2 separate regions of the Mus musculus genome follow, and region 1 is linked to region 2. Evidence: chromatin contacts called from public HiChIP or PLAC-seq data. All regions are on one chromosome and are shown on one strand. The core of a region is the stretch at or near the end of the contact, and the rest is flanking DNA. Distances in the headings are between cores, read along the strand shown. Region 1 overlaps Plekha2 (pleckstrin homology domain-containing, family A (phosphoinositide binding specific) member 2). Region 2 overlaps Adam18 (a disintegrin and metallopeptidase domain 18).

The links. HiChIP or PLAC-seq counts read pairs in DNA pulled down with a chosen protein or histone mark.
Region 1: a contact with region 2 is called in an H3K27ac HiChIP or PLAC-seq map of large pre-B cells, with 4 times the contacts expected there. The contact joins two enhancer-like sites. A contact is called at or near these places in 7 of 39 promoter capture datasets (cranial neural crest, embryonic stem cells, frontonasal cranial neural crest and 3 more) and 1 of 115 datasets of contacts at active chromatin or transcription factors (large pre-B cells).

Annotation. Positions count from the first base shown.
Region 1 is chr8:25,065,692-25,071,487 of GRCm38.p6, reverse strand. All of the region lies in intron 3 of Plekha2 (pleckstrin homology domain-containing, family A (phosphoinositide binding specific) member 2), which reads left to right. Among named protein-coding and RNA genes, the nearest start is that of Htra4, 30 kb to the right of the region's middle. Within about 2 kb of position 3,342, at least 187 of the 459 cell types and tissues checked have an H3K27ac peak or open chromatin away from gene starts, as enhancers often do.
Region 2 is chr8:24,604,401-24,610,557 of GRCm38.p6, reverse strand. The region is part of intron 19 of Adam18 (a disintegrin and metallopeptidase domain 18); the gene reads left to right. Among named protein-coding and RNA genes, the nearest start is that of Ido1, 11 kb to the right of the region's middle. Within about 2 kb of position 3,722, at least 4 of the 459 cell types and tissues checked have an H3K27ac peak or open chromatin away from gene starts, as enhancers often do.

The sequences.
Region 1 (5,796 bases), core at 2,093-4,592, 460 kb before region 2:
ATAAAGTACCATGTAGGATGTGACCTCTTTTTTTTCCTTCCTTCCTTCCTTCCTTCCTTCCTTCCTTCCTTCCTTCTTTCTTTCTTTCTTTCTTTCTTCCTTCCTTCCTTCCTTCCTTCCTTCCTTCCTTCCTTCCTTCCTTTCTTTCTTTCTTTCTTTCTTTCTTTCTTTCTTTCTTGTGATTGGAACAAAAGGACAATGACCCTGATCCAGTAAAGGATTCTCTCGAAACGTACAGTTATGAGCAGCAGCTCAGAAATGCCTCAGGTCCCCTGGGATTTTACCAGTTCTCCAGACAGAAGCTTTGAGGATGGAGGGCTGAAAACACCACCCCCCAGTAGGCCCTAAGATATGGCCAGGACCACACCCAACATCTGGGTACCTCCTGGGGAGCATGGTAGGTCCCTGGCAGTCTGTGCCCTCACCTAGCATTCATGTAGGGGCAAGAGCAGCTCTTAGTCTTCTCTGAGACCTGGGGGAGTAGGGCCAGTCAACAACGCTCACAAAAAACTGCTGAATTCGGCTGCTTTTAGCAGTCCCTCCCCAGGGCAGCCTCTGCTGCTGCTGACCCATGATGCAGCCCTGATTTAAAAAAAAATAAATGAATAACTAAATAACGGGAAAAAGTGGCCAGGGGATTTAGCTCCTCTTCAGAAAGCAGGAGGGAAGCCAGGTGGCACCCAGCCAGATTCAAAGCCGCAGAAGTCCTGTCCCCCATGCCTGTCCTCATGAGGGCTGCTGCTTTCTTCCCTGGCTCCTCCCACCCAAGGGACTTTGAGGACCTAGAGGCTAGGGGTTGAGCTAAGTGGCTCCCATCTGGTAACAGATTTAAGATCTGAGAAGAGCTCCTACAGACGATGGGGGTCAAGAGAGGTGCTGAGAGGAGTGGCCATCTTTGGCTGGACGGGCAGGCTCATCCCATGCCTGCCAGCTGCAGCTGGACCTCAGCACCGAGGGAGAGAAGATGCTGGGCAGTGGTTGAGCTGATTAGAGGGGAGATAATGGCCTCAGGGGAAGGATGCTGCTGGTTAAAGCGCACAGCTGCAGGCAATTTGTGCATGCCCTTTGATAAGAAATGTGGGGGCCTCCCCAGGCCAGGGCAGCCCAGCCCAGCTTCTGCCCACCCCCCACCCCCCCAAGGGGCCCTTTCTTCTCATCTGCTGAGAGCTCATTAGGTCATTTCTCCAGAAGGAGAATTGGGGGGAGGGCAGGGGAAGGGGGGGAGGGAGTGGAGAGGGGGAAGGCAGGAGAGCAGAAAACCCTGTTGAAGATGAAAACTGAAACCGTCTCCTGTGTGATGGGTTGGGGAAGCATTTTTTTTTGGCGGGGGGGGGGGGGGGGAGGGAGCAGTGAATATAATCTCCTGCTGAATCATGGTTTATAAATGCAGCCCAGAGGAGGCTTTCAGTATCCTCTGCCTCTTTTAGAAAGGGTGACCTGACTTTTAGCCAGCCCTTCCTGAGACAGGTGAGCCCACACAGGTCTTTGAAAAACCCATAAATGGCCACTGGGTTAGGTCACCGATCGATGAGTACCTTACCTCCAGCTGACCCACTGCCAGAACAAACTAGGCCCTCTTCTGTCTGTCTGTCTGCCTGCCTGTCTGTCTGTCTGTCTCTCTTTTTTTTTGTCATCCTTAGGTCACTCCCAGGGTCAAGTGTTTGCACAGAGTGAGACAGATTGGCTTGTTCTGTCCCTGATCTCTGGAAGACTAGTGTATGGGGCTGGCATGTTAGGGGTGGGGTGGAGGGATGGAGGGGTGGGGGGGGTAAGGGGTGGGGTGGAGGGATGGAGGGGTGGGGGGGGGTAAGGGGTGGGGTGGAGGGATGGAGGGGTGGGGGGGGTAAGGGGTGGGGAGAGGTGTGTGGGGGGGTGCTGTCCTCCAGAGGGCCGACCCAAAGATGGAAGTATCTGTCTCCAGGACATAATGACAACAGAAGCAGTCTGGTTGGGCAAACTAGGAAATAACTGAACCTGGCCCATGGTGTTATCTTTTCATTGTCCTTCTGTCCCATCCCAGAGGTCTTCACACAGCCAGCCCCCAGCCCTACTGGATCTATTTTTTGAGGGCTTCTGATAGATAACAGGTCCTCCAAAAATACTGGCTATTAACTATTTGTGTGTTGTGGGCTGGGTGTGGACGGGTAGAGAGAGAGACTCCAAAACAGTGATTCTCAACCTGTGGGTCGGGACCCCTTGAGGTGTTGAGCGACCCTTTCACAGGGGTCACCTAAGACCATAGGCAAACACAGAGATTTCCACTATGGTTCATAACTGTAGCAAAATTACAATTAGGAAATAGCAAGAAAATAATTCTATGGTTGGGTAGCATGAGGAACTGTATTTGAGGGCCACAGTTGGACAGAACACAGGGTCCCCAATGAAGGTGATAGAGAAAGTACCCAAGGAGCTGAAGGGGTCTGCAGCCCCATAGGAGGAACAACAATATGAACCAACCAGTACCCCCAGAGCTCCCTGGGACTAAACCACCAACCAAAGAAAACACATGGTGGTGGGACTCATGGCCCTAGCTGCATATGTAGCAGAGGATAGCCTAGTCAGTCATCAATGGGAGGAGAGGCCCTTGGTCCTGTGAAGGTTCTGTGCCCCAGTATAGGGGAATGCCAGGTTAAGGAAGTGGGAGTGGGTGGATTGGTGAGCAGGGGGAGGGGAGAGGGGATAGGAGATTTTTAGAGAGGAAACTAGGAAAGGGGATAACATTTGAAATGTAAATAAAGAAAATTTCAAATAAAAAAAGCAAAGGAAAGGAAAGGAAAGAAGAGAAGAGAAGAGAAGAGAAGAGAAGAGAAGAGAAGAGAAGAGAAGAGAAAAGAAAAGAAGAGGCCACGGTGTTAGGAAGGCTGAGAGCTACTACTGCTCTGGAGAGCCCACTGAAGGGCACTGATAAATTTCCAGATAAATATGCTTACGTATGTACCAACTTGAAAGGCCTCTGATGATTGTGTGGGTGGCTTTCTTACTTTGTTGCGGGACAGTCTCCTCTGACACTGGGGCATGCTTTTGAGTTCTCCAAGACCTTCCTCTGCTTTTGTCCCGGGTGCTGAGAGGCCTCACTTCCGGCCAACGGCAGACAGGGTGTGGCTGGCCCTCACGGTGTCCCGACGCTTGGGTGACGCTTAGGTTGCTACTGCGTCTGATAATCGAAAGCTCCTGAGACTGTCCAGCTGCCAGGTGGCTCTTCTGCGTCACTCGTGGGGGGCCCCAAGGGTATTCTTTTCTTCACCCCGACACTCTCTCGATGTTGGCGTGCTCACAGGACCTGCCAGCCGACCACTGTTGGGCAGTGACTCAATTGTGTCTGCCTTGTGGTATGAGAATGTTTGTGCCTGGGTGCCCTCGCTTGAGTCAGACTGTTGGATGTCCTCACCCACCTGTGGCCACACTGCTTCCTGTAGGGCCTGTGCTCTTCCTGTGTTTGAAGATGGTTGTAGCCTGACACTGTCACCAACGGGTGGAAGGTAGATGCGGGGGGGGGGCAGGGGGGGGCTGTCCAAGCCTCTGGGGGCAGGCTGTCAGGGACAGGCCAAAGTCAGAGTTCTGCAACAGCCCTTCTCTGTGGACGTAGCCACAGGTGGACAAATTAATTTTTCGTGCCTGCTGCCCTGTGTCTGTGAGAAGGACATTTACCTTCTCACGTTGGTGTTACTAAGGGAGAAACTGGTCTATGGAGGTTCTTAACCCTGGTCTACAGCTAATCAGGACAGAACAGGGATCAATCTCATTAGTTTGGCAATGAATTACTTTGCCCAACAACACTTCCATGCTAAGCCATGAGGCTGGGGCACACTGTAAATGCACATGCATGTGGACCCTCCGACTATAAAGTGCATATACGAATATGAACAAGCAGAAAGCCGTGTATGGCCTTTGGAAGCTCTGGTTCTCACAATAACTGCATGGGTAGCATTTTCCCAGGCTGACTAATCAGTGCAGTGAGCATGATCATTTGTAATCCACGTGGGGTCAAAGGGTCAGCCAGTGGCACTCTGTTCAGCCGGTGATAAATAGGAGTCTCCCCAGGAAAGGGCGATGCTACAGACAAGGTAGAGAGGATCTTAGGGACCAAGCTTCTCAACTCCATCAAAATTGCCAGCTGGATGAGAAGGAAGCTGGGAGGTGGGTGGGTTCCTAGGGCCAGAAAACAGCAGGTCCGTGACACTCAGGGTTAATGCAGGAACCCAGCCAAGCACAGCACAGCACAGCCCAACCCAACCCAACACAGCACAACCCAGCCCAGCCCAGCATACTATAGCATAGCATAGCATAGCATAGCATAGCATAGCATAGCATAGCATAGCATAGCATAGCATAGCATAGCATAGCATAGCCCAGCCCAGCCCAGCCCAGCCCAGCCCAGCCCAGCCCAGCCCAGCCCAGCCCAGCCCAGCCCAGCCCAGCCCAGCACAGCACAGCACAGCACAGCACAGCACAGCCAAGCATAGCATAGCCCAGCACAGCACAGCCCAGCATAGCCCAGCACAGCACAGCACAGCCTAGCCCAGCCCAGCCCAGCCCAGCCCAGCCCAGCCCAGCCCAGCCCAGCCCAGCCCAGCCCAGCCCAGCCCAGCCCAGCACAGCACAGCCCAGCACAGCATAGCCCAGCATAGCACAGCACACACAGCACAGCACAGCCCAGCACAGCCCAGCATAGCCCAGCCCAGCCCAGCACAGCACAGCACAGCACAGCACAGCACAGCACAGCACAGCCCAGCCCAGCCCAGCATAGCACAGCACAGCACAGCACAGCACTGCACAGCCCAGCCCAGCCCAGCCCAGCCCAGCCCAGCCCAGCCCAGCCCAGCACAGCCCAGCACAGCCCAGCCCAGCCCAGCACAGCACAGCACAGCACAGCACAGCACAGCACAGCACAGCACAGCACAGCACAGCACAGCACAGCCCAGCATAGCCCAGCACAGCCCAGCCCAGCACAGCACAACACAGCCCAGTCCAGTATAGCCCAGCCCAGCCCAGCCCAGCCCAGCACAGTACAGCACAGCTCGGGCAGAGGACTGGAGGTTGCCTGGAAACATAGATGCCGAGGTTCACAGCCAGGAAATGAGTAGCTGCAGACCAGCAACTGGCTTGGATTGTACCCCAGGAAAACAAGGTGGTTCAGGGCCAGGACTGACAGTCTCCTAAATGCTACCTGTGAAGCATGGAGGCATGACTACTGCCAGTTGTCTGTCTGAGCTCTTCTCATGTTTTTCAGAAGTTTCTTAGGCCACCTGGCCTCCACCTCGCTTCAGAGTTTCTTTGTCAATACAGTGGGATGAACACACACACACACACACACACACACACACACACACACACACACACACACCTACATAGTTTCTGTCTCTTCTTCCCTTGGTGATAGTCTGGACAGCCTTGGGATTCTGCTAGTAGGAAGTCATCAGCAGATGTAGTCCTTCATCCTTCAGAAACAGGGGTAATGTGACATCTTGGGTTTTAAATACTTGTCACTGAGGTTGATGTAATGTTATTTACATTTTAATTATTAACATTGAAAATGCCATGCGTGTTTTTTTTAAGTTTTATTTTAAATTATTTATTATTAGTAGTATTATTGTAGTGTGTGGTGTGTGATTTATCGTGTGGGTGTGTGATTTGTTTTAAGATGGGGTGGGCCCATGTAACCCAGGCTAGCCAGAAACTTGCTGTGTAGCCTAAAGTCAAGGTCCTTTTGTGTCAGCCTCCCAAGTGCTGGGATTACAGATGAATGCTGCCTTGCCTGACACCATAGTCCCTCCTTCATGAGTAGATTCTACATGG
Region 2 (6,157 bases), core at 2,473-4,972:
CTGCCCACATTAGATGACCCAGATGACCCAGCCATTCAAGCTGTCCTCCCAGAACTGCCACAGGCCAATTTTAAACATACTCGTTTGCACATTATACATGCATACAAAGAGACTTACCCTGACTGTAAAAGGGCACCCAAATAGAGACACACATGCCCCAATAGTCCATGGTATCGCACTACAGACACCAGTTGCTGTCAAGGCTGCTGCCTTGTTTTCCCAGTAAACTAGCTTTCTCTATGATGTTCTAAAGGATGAAATCACTAACTGCTAGTCCACTCCCTGTCGCCATTTTTACTTTTCCGCCATATTCTTATAACTAGAGTACGTTTGAATACCACATATGGCAAATGACAATGAGCTGTAGGGATCTCCACACTTGTGAAAATTTCTCAATGGGAGGTCAGCTGCAGTTTCTGATCTTTTATTGATGACTTTCCTCCATAATAACTTAGTACCATAGTACTTATAGTGTATAAAGAATGAGAGCTGGATCCACACATGGTTCTGGAAACTGGGAGGTTAATGTTTGAGAGGCTGCATCAGGTTAGGTCCTTTTTGATGGGGTTATTCTCTGAAGAAAAAAAAAAAACAGATATGGCAAAGTGAGAGGTGCATCCACGAGACCCACCAAGCTGACTTTCATAAAAGACCAGTTCTCAGGACAGCCTAGCAGCTTGCTAGTTCATGAAGCTGTGAGAGGCTTGGTTCATTCACAACCTAACCACCTTTCAAAGGTTCTGCCTTGCTCCTCTTCTTAATGCTTCACAAGGAGGGTTATGTTTTAACTTGTATTTTGGTAGGGGCAATTAGTCTCTAAGAATTACACATATGGTTTCAACATTGAAGTGTGTTTCCCTTTGGAAGGTATTAGTGATCCATTTTATTAAGATATTTTCAGTTGTACACATGTTATATCTACATTGCTTATGTAGAAGTGGGTCGTACTAGAAGAGAAGAAGAGCAAGAAAAAGAAGGAGGAGGAAGAGGAGGGGCAAGAAGAAGGGGGAGAAGGAGAAAGAAGAGGAGGAGGAGAAAAGAAGAAGGGGAAGAAGGAGAAGGAAGAGGAGGAGGAGGAGGAGGAGAAGGGGAAGAAGGAGAAGGAAGAGGAGGAGAAGGAGGAGGAGAAAGAAAGAAAGAAAGAAAGAAAGAAAGAAAGAAAGAAAGAAAGAAAGAAAGAAAGGAAGGAAGGAAGGAAGGAAGGAAGAAAGAAAGAAAGAAAGAAAGAAAGAAAGAAAGAAAGAAAGAAAGAAAGAAAGAAAGAGAGAGAGAGAGAGGCTGGAGGGAGGGAGGGAGAAAGGCAGGAAGGAAGGAAGGAAGGAAGGAAGGAAGGAAGGAAGGAAGGAAGGAAGGAAGGAAGAAAGGAAGGAAGGAAGGAAGGAAGGAAGGAAGAATTCTTTATGAAGAAAAAGGAAAAACAGACTCAAAAGGAATGCTTGATGTTGGATGCTATTGAGAGGATTGTTTATCCTGCAAATAACGTACTCAGAGCCTCTGCATAGTTAATTAGCAGAGGAGAAAGTGCTTTTTTCCTTATAGAAATATATTCATTTTCCTTATGTGTGTCAGCTCTTGGTGCAGTCTAATAGGTCGTGGAGCTGTTCAGAGGTGACTCCTGGCCTTGGAAGTGATAACCCAGCCTTGCTTCCCTTCCCACCCAGTTCACTTGGCACTTGCCGCTCAGCCCTCACGGTGCACCCCACCTCTCTGTGCCCCTGCCAGCATGGACCAAGCAATTCCGGCTGCCATGCCTTCTCTACCACAGCGGACTGAAATTCCCCGAAACCATAAGCCTAGATCTCAATTATGTTTTCCACAACACTGAATATATATATGACTTATATATATGACTTTAGGATCAATAAAAATGAAAGACCTAAGTGTACATGTTTCAGGCCCACCGGGAGATCTCAACGCCATGCTTGGCTAAGGAAATTGCAACTGTGCTTAGCGTGCCGGCTGGGGCATGGTTGTCACCAGGTGCCTTCAGCCATGCTGATGGCAAATGTAAAAGGGAAAGTAGAACAGAAGGATCTGAAAACTTGCGGTTTCTGCACATAAGAATATTTAAAGCCTCAAGCACAGCCTGTGCAAACACGGCAGTTGTCATAGGTGAACATGTCAGCACCCATATGCACAGCTTAAACGTTGCTATTTCCCAGGCCAGCATAGTTTTCCGTTTCCTGCTCTCCCTAAAGTGACTCTTGGCTTTCACAAATTCTCGGTGGGAAAAAATAATTAAGAAATAGTTTCAGAAAGTAATTTTATTAGCTTTTGAGAACAGCAGAGTGGGAAAGCCATCAACCTCAGCAGCTGTCCAGAATAGGGACATGGAAGAGATGGAGAGGAGGGAAGCCACACCCTTTACTACATAGCTAGTGAGTGAAAATATTGGCTGATCTCAAAAATCAACCCTCAATCAATCAATATACTTGTACAGGCTAGGGGAAATATTGTCAATAGATGCAAGACAAGAATGTGATAGAATCAATGTATTTACCTTGTATATCTGTACATCTTGTACATTTTTACAAGATCTTGTCATTTTTCTGGCCCATCCTAACATGACCATCTTTATCAGACTCATTCTCCTCCATGGTTGAATTTTCCTCAGAACCCAGATCAGCTGCATCCGGCACGTGCCGTTTGAGCATCGTCTCTTCCTCCTGCATACCTGCCCTAGATGACTGTCTCATACTTTTCCCCCCTGGGCTGCCTTTTTATATGCTTGGTTCAAATTCTAGTGACACCTAAGTCAATAAACCATAAACGAGTTAATCTAAAGCCAACGGTGTTTGACTCGGATGCAGAATAGACTTGTGGGTCCGATAACTTGTGGGTTCAGAATCGTTTCGCCAAGGAAAACGGGCCTGGGTATGTCTCATGTCGAGTGGTCAGAACTGACAGGAATAGGGCAAGCACACCATACATCCACGTCAAATATCTGATTGCATCATAAACACATCCTCCCCACACTGAGAATCATAACACTGAGTGTGCATTAGTCTGCGTTGGCTTCATGCTCCTTCTCTTATAGCAATAGGGAGAGGTGTACAGTCTCTTCTTTTCAAACGTTGTTTTGTGTAGAGCTGTGGTCCTCAACCTTCCTAAATGCGGTGACCCTTTAACACAGTTCCTCATGTTGTGGTGAGCCCCAGCCATAAAATTATTTTTGTTGCTACTTCATAACTGTAATTTTGCTACCTGTTTATGAATCATAATGTAAATACCCGATACACAGGATATCTAATATGGGATCCCTGTGAAAGGGGTCATGACCCCCCAGGTTGAGAACTGCTGGTATAAAGAGAAAGAGATGGCCTTCCCAGCGTTACCTGAAGGCAGCCAGTGACAGTTGGATTCTATCCATCTCAGTACCATGCTTATCTTAAGGCATTGAGATCACTGTGGAAACCTAACCCAATGAAATGGCCGTGGATTGAGGATCATTTCTAGGACAAATAAATGAGGTACCCGCTGTAGCACAGCCCGAACCCCTTGACTGTGTTATGTTCTCCATGGCACAAGTGCAGACCAACTATCGACTTTGCTTCTGTAGTGTGGGGGACAGATAAAGCAGTAGGTCTGACTCTCTTGATTCCCAGCATCCTCACTAAGATGAGACCCAGCAGAAAACGGAACATTTGTACACTTCCAGTGCACTTCTTGTGAGACCACGCAGGGGCTGGTCTGTCAAGCCCTGGTCAGGCAGCTATACCCTGGGGTATTCTCCCTCTGCATGGAGAAGCATGGGGTGATGACATCATAGCAAGTGAGTGTTGCATTGGGAGAAAACTCAGCAAGAAGAGAGTGTTTCCTGAACCATTAATCCACTGGCAGAAAGGGGCACTGAGTTAGGGTCTTAGCTATCCTGATACAGGAAGTGTGAGCAGAAACCCTGAACGACTTCTTTTGTGGTTTGTATTAATTTGGCAGCAACGGAAATTGTTGCTTGGCCTAAAGGGCAAACATAGCATTTAGCAGCAGGGTCTCTGGTTGATTGTAATTGCATACTGGTCTATCCTTTTCAGCCCAAACTTCATGTAGAACACTCTGTGGGGTTCCTTCTTTTTCCCAGATGTAGAGAGAAAAAGACTATTTGGAGTCAGAGTGGCTACAGGCTGGCAAGTTGCGGAAGCTGCTTCAGAGAAGGTTTCAGGCCGTTCTGACAAAAGGTTAGAAAGCAAGGCTAGAGATATGGGTTAGTGGTTACAGAGGACAAAATTAAAGTCTGACAACCTATATCATGTAGCTCACAACTGCCAGTAACTCCCACTCTGGAGAACTTGATGTTTCTGGCTTCTGTGGACATCTGCACTCAGGTACTCATACCTAAACACACACAGACACATGCATATACATACATATGCACAACACACACATATGCATGCATACACACATGCACTTAAAAACTAATAAAAATAAATCCTTTTTTAAAAAATTAGACAGGGGAGATGGCCCTCTCCACATGAGCTCAGAATCCAGTTCGTACTTTAGACTTCGCTCCCCGAGAGTCCAACACAGAAGGGAGTAATACTGTGCCCCGTAAAAGCTAAGTGACCTGGATGCCTTCCTCGCTGTTTGCAGAAATCCAGGTGTCCCTTGTGCATTTAGGGGAGCTGTTGGTGGCAAGTTATGGGGAAAGTGTTTGGGGTCATAGCACGTGTTGCCTTTTGAGGCTGTTTTTCCCAAAGCCACCAGTTGGTTCCGTTGCCACTCTTTCACGTGCCGCAGAAAATCCTGCCCGGGCCCTCTCTGGAACCGCATATGGTGCTGGAGCAACCAGTCCCCTGTGACTCGCCCCTCTCCGACCCGGGGGTTAGATGTGTTGATCTGAAGAGCCCTATGAAGGTGCCACACATCATGGAATGCACATCCTACACATCCATGATGTTCCTGGCCACATAGTAGTCCCCTGAGTACTAGTCCAGTAGTTCACAGTGAAATCACCCTTCCTACATCTTTTGTTGATCAGCTTCAGCAACTTAAAATGTCCAATTGCACTGTTTGAATTGGCCACAAGATGGCACTGTACATTTATTGTAACAAAAAGAACCAAGCACCTTTATTTATGGCTTAGCCTGGCAGAGTCCCATTCCTTGATAGCAAAGCTTCTCTTTTGGTTTCTATTTAAGGCTAAGAAATACTATATTTTTTTTCCATTTTTTATTAGGTATTTAGCTCATTTACATTTCCAATGCTATACCAAAAGTCCCCCATACCCACCCACCCCCACTCCCCTACCCACCCACTCCCCCTTTTTGGCCCTGGCGTTCCCCTGTACTGGGGCATATAAAGTCTGCGTGTCCAATGGGCCTCTCTTTCCAGTGATGGCCGACTAGGCCATCTTTTGATACATATGCAGCTAGAGTCAAGAGTTCCGGAGTACTGGTTAGTTCATAATGTTGTTCCACCTATAGGGTTGCAGATCCCTTTAGCTCCTTGGGTACATTCTCTAGCTCCTCCATTGGGAGTCCTGTGATCCATCCATTAGCTGACTGTGAGCATCCACTTCTGTGTTTGCTAGGCCCCGGCATAGTCTCACAAGAGACAGCTACATCTGGGTCCTTTCGATAAAATCTTGCTAGTGTATGCAATGGTGTCAGCGTTTGGATGCTGATTATGGGGTGGATCCCTGGATATGGCGGTCTCTACATGGTCCATCCTTTCATCTCAAGGCTAAGAAATACTATATTTTAATTTTTTGTATGCAGATATTGCATACACAAAGTGTGGATGGACAATTTATGCAGCGAAGTTACAAAGTACAAAGTTGAAATGTTTAATTCTATTATTAAATATGTATACGAGAGTATTCATGTATGTGTGTGTATCTGTGTATGTGCCTGTGTGTTTCTGTTTTTGTGTGTATGCATGTTCCTATTGCTATGATAAAACAACTTCACTATAGGCAACTTGGGAAGGAAGGATTTGCTTTTGCTAACAGTTCCATATCACAGTGCATCATGGAGGGAGGGCAGGGCAGGAACCTGGAGGCAGGAACTGAAGCAGAGGCCGCGGACTGGGCCCTGCACCATCAATCACTAATCTAGAAAATATATCACGGGCTTGTCCAGAAGCTAATTTGGTGGGAGCATTTTCTCAATTGACATCCCCATTAGCTTGTGTCAAGTTGACATAAAACCAGACAGCACAG